Regions from separate parts of the Mus musculus genome. Here region 1 is linked to region 2. The links are chromatin contacts, called in public promoter capture Hi-C maps. All regions are on one chromosome and are shown on one strand. The core of a region is the stretch at or near the end of the contact, and the rest is flanking DNA. Distances in the headings are between cores, read along the strand shown. Region 1 has its middle 7.1 kb from the start of Gm41844. Region 2 holds the start of Lgi1 (leucine-rich repeat LGI family, member 1).

The links. Promoter capture Hi-C pulls out the DNA fragments that hold promoters and counts their contacts.
Region 1: a promoter capture Hi-C map of liver shows a contact between it and region 2, with 2.8 times the contacts expected there. A contact is called at or near these places in 5 of 39 promoter capture datasets (cranial neural crest, embryonic stem cells, frontonasal cranial neural crest and 2 more), 2 of 130 datasets of targeted methods (a beta-TC-6 cell line and embryonic stem cells) and 1 of 9 other capture datasets (adipose tissue).

What each region holds. Positions count from the first base shown.
Region 1 is chr19:38,370,344-38,374,103 of GRCm38.p6, reverse strand. No RefSeq gene overlaps it. Among named protein-coding and RNA genes, the nearest start is that of Gm41844, 7.1 kb to the left of the region's middle.
Region 2 is chr19:38,262,940-38,266,521 of GRCm38.p6, reverse strand. It overlaps Lgi1 (leucine-rich repeat LGI family, member 1), which reads right to left and starts at 1,835. Exons shown (of 8, transcript NM_020278.3): 1 at 1,425-1,835; 2 at 876-947. The coding sequence starts at 1,639. It overlaps Gm32771 (a long non-coding RNA gene), which reads left to right. Exons shown (of 6, transcript XR_003952844.1): 6 at 1,786-1,988.

The sequences.
Region 1 (3,760 bases), core at 199-2,698, 110 kb before region 2:
AGCAGCAGTGTAGCCAGGCAGGAGCCACATGCCTGCAATTCCCGTATGAGAGAACCTGAGGCAGGAGGATGGGGAGTCACAGAGCACCCTGGGCTACACTGGGAGGCATCCTGGGCTACACTGGGAGACTCTATCTCAAACTAATCCAAAGAGAACATTAGCAAAAGGCTCCATGGGAACCTAGAGCCATAGTTGCAGTTAACTTGGGTCTACATCCCCACCAAGACACATGAGCTACCTATGATCCTTAGCACCAGCCTTGGCCACGCTTCAGTTCTGGCTCCTAACTACAGAGAAGAGAAAAAACATTCTGGGTTTAGGAGACACTGAGACAGTCTGTCCTGTTGAATAAGATTTATTCAGAGGGTAATTAACACTATAAACAGACAGACAGACGTCAGACAGACAGACATGATGGGAACTCTAAGGAGAGTTCAGGCCCATGTGGCCTAGTGGGGTGGTAATGTCCCTTCTCAGAAGAAGGAAAGAGGGTCTATGTCATGTGATTGATGGATCCTTTATACAGAGCTGGCAGCCAGGCTGTCTCTGATTGCTGGGTGACAAATGGGACTGAGGAGAGTATATTAGCCTGGGAGCTGTGTGAAAATCAGCTGTGAGGGAGGGGAGAGACTCAGCTGTAAATGAACATGACCTGGGCAGCAGCCTGAGCTGGCTTGGGATCTAACGATGAGCACCAGAGACAGAAAAGCTAAGAGGGGAGAGAAAACCTGGTTTAGTGCCTTCCCAGCCTTTCAGAGTTTTGTAGCTAAATATTACCAGTAGTAAAACATATGAACTCGGGGTTCTACAGTTTTACTCTCTGGAGACAGAGTGTACGACTCTTGTAAGACTTTGGAGGTTTCTTTGAAGTCCTGTGTTCCATCTGAAATATTTATGTCCGTTTCCCTTCTAGACCCTGATGTATTTATCTTCATCCCATTTTTAAAAATGTAGCAGATTTGGCTAACATCTAAGTGTTTACACTAGACAACAGAGATGAAATGGGAGACGAAAGAGACAGGGTCCCAACCTCTCACAGATGACCTCTCACTGGCCTTGGCATTGCCTACTCTCACTCAGACTACAGGATCCAGACCTCGGCTCTCTGCTCCAAGCTTGACAAACTGGCCTGGGAGACAGGGGTCGGGGTATATGTGGCTGGAGAGCTCTCTGATTCTCCTAGCTCTCCTGGCCTCGAGTCAGAGGGCTGCACCCCTGCAGTTTCCTGGGCAGAGGGCACCCTGCAGACCTTGTTGCGTGTTTCTTTGTAGATCCTCTCTCTCCAATCAGTTCCTGAGAACCGTGGCTCCTATGTACATAAATTATTCCTAACACCCCGGGAACCTTTACCTTCCTCTGTGAACTTATCTATGCTTGGAGACTGGGCATGCTCAGAGATGATCCCTGTTAACCTCAGATTTGTTATGGTCCAATATCTGGGTTCCACTCTGCTCTCCTTTTAATCATTAACGTTTCTGAAATGCTCCAAATATGCCACACACAATTAGGTGCATCGGTTCATTGACCCCCGGGGAATTTAACCAGGCAGTTCAGTAATTGTTAAAAGCCAGGCTCTGGAGTCCCGTTCACTAACCAGCCCTGTGGTTTCAGGAGAGTGATGACTCCCATCTGAGCCTCCCCCTTCCCCGATCTTGTTTTCTCCTATAGAAAATAGAAGAAGAAAACTATTTAGCGGCTAAGAAGATGAGAGGATTCATTTCCAACACCAGATGCAAACGCTCTTTTTTCTCTTTAAGGTGTGTGTTTTATCTTCAACTTACAGATGGGGAAAGTGAAGCTTAGAGATGTCAACTGATTTGCTTACAGTCACACTAAAAGGGAGGCGCAGAGATGGGATTAGAATTCAAGACTTTAGATACTTCAGTGGGTGGTCTGGACAGTTTTCCCCTGCTTCTCAGGCAGGGCATTAACAGGATTTCAGGCTTTTGAGAGCAGCACCTCATTAGAGCAATTTCTTTCACCTGATCTTTTGGCTTTAACTCTGAGACCACTGAGCTGGCAGCATGCTTTGCCAGCTATTGCTACAATCGTGATACTCCGTGGTTTGCATTAGGGTTTGTGGTATCTCTGAGAAACCACACTCTTCTTGGAGTAGAATGCTATGAAATGAAGAAAAACAATTGTATAACGATACTAACAAGATCCATAATTATATATAAGTCATTTATCAATGGTTTCTTGATTCCATTTATCTATTTGCTATATTGTCAGCCAAGTATGGACCACCAAGATACACCATCCACCCAGGCAATACTGGGCCTATAAATCAACCAAGCCTCCAATGCCTTCTGAAATCCAGTATTTGATGGTGTAGTTTCAACTACTGCCGAAACCATGGAAATGTATAGCTCAAAGAAAGCTCACTCACTGAGCATGCTCATGTCAACATGACCCAGATCAAGAAACAGAGAATAGGGGCTGGAGGGATGGCTCAGTGGTTAAGGGGTATTGACTGCTCTTCCAGAGATCCTGAGTTCAATTCCCAGCAACCACATGGTGGCTCACAACCATCTGCAATGGGATCTGGTGCCTCCTTCTAGTATGTCTGAAGAAAGCAATGGTGTACTCACATACATAAAATAAATAAATAATCTTAAGAGAGAGAGAGAGAGAGAGAGAGAGAAGCAGAGAATAGTTCTCAAAATGGCCACTCCATGGATGGCTCTTCACTATACCCTCCAAAGATAAGCTCTTCAGACTTCTAAACTACACTTATCTGCTTATCTAAACCTCAGGTGTTTATGTAGTTTTCATCTGCTATGCTTTGAGTGTGCCCTCAGAAGTTGATATTATGTATTGGCCAGACCCCCAACCCCTATAGCTGTAGCCATTTTGGTCCATGCCTGCCAGCTAGTTAACATTGTTGCTGTAACATGCCTGCCAGTCACTGACACAGAGAAGTGACTTGGCTCAAGGACATGCTGACCACACACCCTGTTTTGTTCTCTATGCTCTGAATGAGCAGTATGAGGTTTGCTAGTTAGTCTTAAGACATTCCACAAAGGTTTATGTAGGACCCATCAAATCAAAGGTCGGTATGAACTGTTATGTCTAAATTATCTTGGGTCAGAGCTAACCACAGGGCAGCCCTTCCTGCATCTATGTATGAGCTCACTGTGATTTTTGTGGGTAACACTGAAGAATGCTACTAGTAAGCCAAAATGTTGTGATTATAATACTTGTGCTCTGTTATCTGAATCTTCTGAAATTCCCCTGTTTGCCACCCATCCACCACCTCCCTTGCCTTACCCAGGACCAAGCAGCTTAAAGGTTAGCTGATAATACTTTGCCTAGTGAGCCATCTGCTCCCCTCCTTGCCCTTTAAACTTTTGAACCTGGTTTTCCCTATAAAAAGTCTACCCTGAGAGCAGACTGGTGCCACAATTAGGTTTTTCCTTCTCGTGGACCTGGACGTCCAGTATTATGGTGTGTGTTCAATAAACTTTTCTTGCTTAACTGAGATTGGTGTATTCGTGGTTGGTATGGCAATTTCCTGAACCCCACAATTGGAAATGCAATCCTCAATGTTGCAGTGTTGAGAGATGGGACCTTTAAGAAATGAGCTGGCCTACAGTTGAGTAGGTTAATGTCATTAACCTGGAGTGCGTTCGTCACTGCAAGAATAGGTTTCTAAGAAAGATGAGTTAGTCGCCATCCCCTGTGCCTCTAATGCATGTGCCCTCTTGCCCTTCTGCCTTCCGTCATGGGGTGAGGCAGCAAGAAATCCCTCCCTTTGACC
Region 2 (3,582 bases), core at 586-3,085:
GATCTTAATCACACAGTTAAGTAAGATATCTCAAATTCAGCATATGGACAGTCGACTGTGTCTGTTTTGGAAGTGTCTGTCTGCTAATCTATGATTGATGCTGGAGCACCAGAGACCCCTTGACTCTCATGTGATACCCATGAAGAACTAGGCTCCAGTTGCCAAACATTATTCATCAGAACAAATTATACATATTTCATTATCCCTGTAAAGAGGTCTGATTTCCTAGTCCAGTGCTATTTTTGAATATTTTTCAGGCATGGACTGAATATGTGGCTCCCTTGTGGCCATCTCAAAACATAGAACAAGGAGTATTTGCTGTATTAATATCATCTTTTCCTTGCTGTGAGGGGACTAGTTATAAATTAGAAAGCAGCCTCTTGAGAATTCGTATTTTAAGAAATTACCTAGAAAGAACCAAGGGTGTTTTTTTTCCTCTCTCTTTTTCTCCCCACATGGTAAATCATACAGAGACATAGTCTGCCCCAGATCCCCAAGAGACAACATCTTGAGTGCATATGTGATGCTGGGCTCTGAATTGACAAACCCAAGAACTCCAGCGCAAAATAACCGAAGTTCCCCAAGTTAAAAATGAAAGTAAGATCATCAAAATTAGTATTCTTGTTGCATCGTCCCAACAACTTCACAAATAGCCATTAAGCTAGACAGCATCACAGGTAATTGAATTTAAAGAATCAACTTTTATGGTGGATGTGAAGTTACAAATAACCCATCTATCTCCCGCTTTACCCATGTTCTCGCCCCTTTCAGAAGCATCATCACATTCAACAGAAACAATATTAAGCTCGTTTTACTAGAAGGCTTATCCGAATACATGCCATATTAAAAATAGTCATTATATAAATGTTTCTCACAAGAGCTGCAGCGATGGTGTGAATAAGAAACTCCCTTCTGAGATTTCAGTAAAACCAGATCTCACAAAGGATCTGAAAGAAAACAAAACACACACACACACAAAACAAACAGACACACACACAAAGAGACACACACAGAGAATAGATCTTATGTTAATCCAATTTACCATAACAGTTGCTATATTCCCCCACTATTTTATAAAGTACGATTCTGTCCCTTCCTAGAGGAAGCGAGAGAGAGAGAGAGAGAGAGAGAGAGAGAGAGAGAGAGAGAGAGAGAGAGAGAGAGAGAAAGAGAAGCCTGCTCCAGGTGCCTCCGGATAATGTCCAGGGTGGGGGCTAACTAAGCATGATCACTAGCAGCTTATCAAAAAATCACAAATTTTAAATGCAGGAAAATGTTAGTGCTGTCAAATGGTCAGGCATGCAAGAGGAATCTGTCTCACGAGCTCCATGCCCCTCTCAGAATACATACAAACCCCCAAATCCACCAGCTGGATTTTTTCTTTTAAATTGTAAATTAGATATCAAAATGCTTACGGGCCTTACAGTGAGATAACATCAGGAGGAACGGTGCGTGGAATGGATCTCGCATTCTCACATAAAGCGTTATCTTTGCTACAAGTACACACGGCAGGGCATTTTGGCTTCGCTGGTTTCTTCCCCTCAGTCAGCAAAACCACAGAAAAGAGGCATAGGAAATAGGCAATTCTTTTCAGGGGAATGCAGGCATTTCCCATCCTTCTGCTGCTTTCTGATTCCATGCAGTCGAGAGAATATCCCCACACATGAACAGGGCTTCTGGAATTCAGCTGCTGATTGTCTTGCTCTAAGAACAGGTCACATAGGAGTCCACCCTTCTCTGCTTCTCTATCTGCTTTTTTTTTTTTTTTTTTTTTTTTCAAAACAGGGACCTCCAGCTGATTCGTGAGCTGTTCCTCGCTCAGGCAGCGCACTGCTGGGGGAAGAGACCTGTGAGGTGCTGCGAGGTGGGAGCGAGCCAACTGCTGGAGGAAGAGAGCCGACTCACTTCACAGAAAACACTGAGCACAGACCAGTCTTCGAAGGCAAGCGAAGTGATGTAACAGAAAATAAACAGCTTTCTGCTTTCACCGGGAGGCCCTTTAATTGTTACCAAAAATAGGACGGCATTATGTCTTATTAGTGGGTGGGTGGGCGGGCGGGCGGTGGGGCATAGCATCTTAGCATAGGATGTGGGCAATCTCGGGAACCTCTGGGAATTTGCTCTTCATGTAGCAAACAGCCTAGTAAGAAAAACTAGCTTGGGGGACAGTCTTGGCTGGGAAGAGGAAGTTAAATGAAGCTGTCTGCTGTTAAATCCGTGCCTTCCCTGGCAGAGCCCACCTGGTTGATGCCACCGTTGAATGAAAAACCCGTGAACACACGGAGACTGTCAATTTCAGGGGAATACAGTGTGACTGAATACTTCTCTGACACTTATCAACTATTACAAATTATTGATTTTCATAATCCCCCACCACCTTGCACAGCCCACTCCTCCCTCCACGACAGGGAGGCGACAGAATGGTAAGCCGCCCCTGTGTATAATCCAGTCTCCTCCCTTCTTGCTCTCCCTTCTTTGGCAGTGTTCCTTCTAAAAGGCTGGAACGTACTCCCTGCCAGCAGGAGGCAGCCAACTCCAGCTTCCTGGGGCTTTGAAACTGGGTCTGGCTCACCCAGCAGGCTGCAATAAAGTGAAGTGCTAGAGTAAGCTAGAGACCCCACTTGGAGATCCCAGGTCATCTGGAAAGAGCGGATTTTTACAGACAAGGGAGCTATCCTGCCTGTAGAGTGGGGACATTAGGGATGATAGAGACGATAGGACAGATGGTCTCCTCATGACTGTGGGAACCAAATAAAAATCACAGGCTCTTATTGGCATATATCATAGGGAAGAAGAAGACACTCTCTTGGAAAGGGAAGTTTGTTTAAGGACAAAATCAAAATAGTGTGACCTTGGCTGTGAGGTTGTCCAGCCCCAGAGAGTGAAAATATCCTTAGGACAGTAGAAAAGAATGTCCTTTGACCAAGCTGATGGCGGCCATCCCTCATGGTGGCATAGCCACTCTGGTAAGTCAAGCACGGTCCTTCCTTTTCTTGCTTTTAAAAATTGAACGTATAAAATGAATTGTTCGAGTACCCGTGCCTTTATGAGACAAAGCCACCCTTATCAGAGGTCTTTGCCTTGCCATTCTCCCCCCCCCCCCCCCGCCCCTTGTAGCTGACCCTAGGCCAACTTCAGTGAACTCCTTTTGTTTGTTGGCTTAAAAAAAAAAAAAAAAAAAGAGCCTTGCTGTCTGTCTATGTAGCCTGTGATGATCTTAGGTTTTGTTCTTTCTGCCTCAGCCTCCAAAGTTGTGGGATTACAGGTAGGTGTTACAACTGACTCCGGGCTCAATGGCTCCTTTAACTCTATTGGCTTTGTGAGAGGAGGGCAGTGTTAGTCATGTTCACACTCTTATTGGATTGCTGGGATGAGGATGATGATGGTGGTGGTGATAATGTTGATTCGAGAGGATTAAAAGCTTCATGGAAGTGGAAACTGCTGCAAACCAGGGCCAGCATTCACTGTGTACAAGGTGGGGGTATCCAACGTGCCTGTAGGAGCTCGTTGGACAATGCATGGTCTATTCACATGCAGTAATCATATATTCACCTAATATACTTCAAATTGCCCCACAGTGTT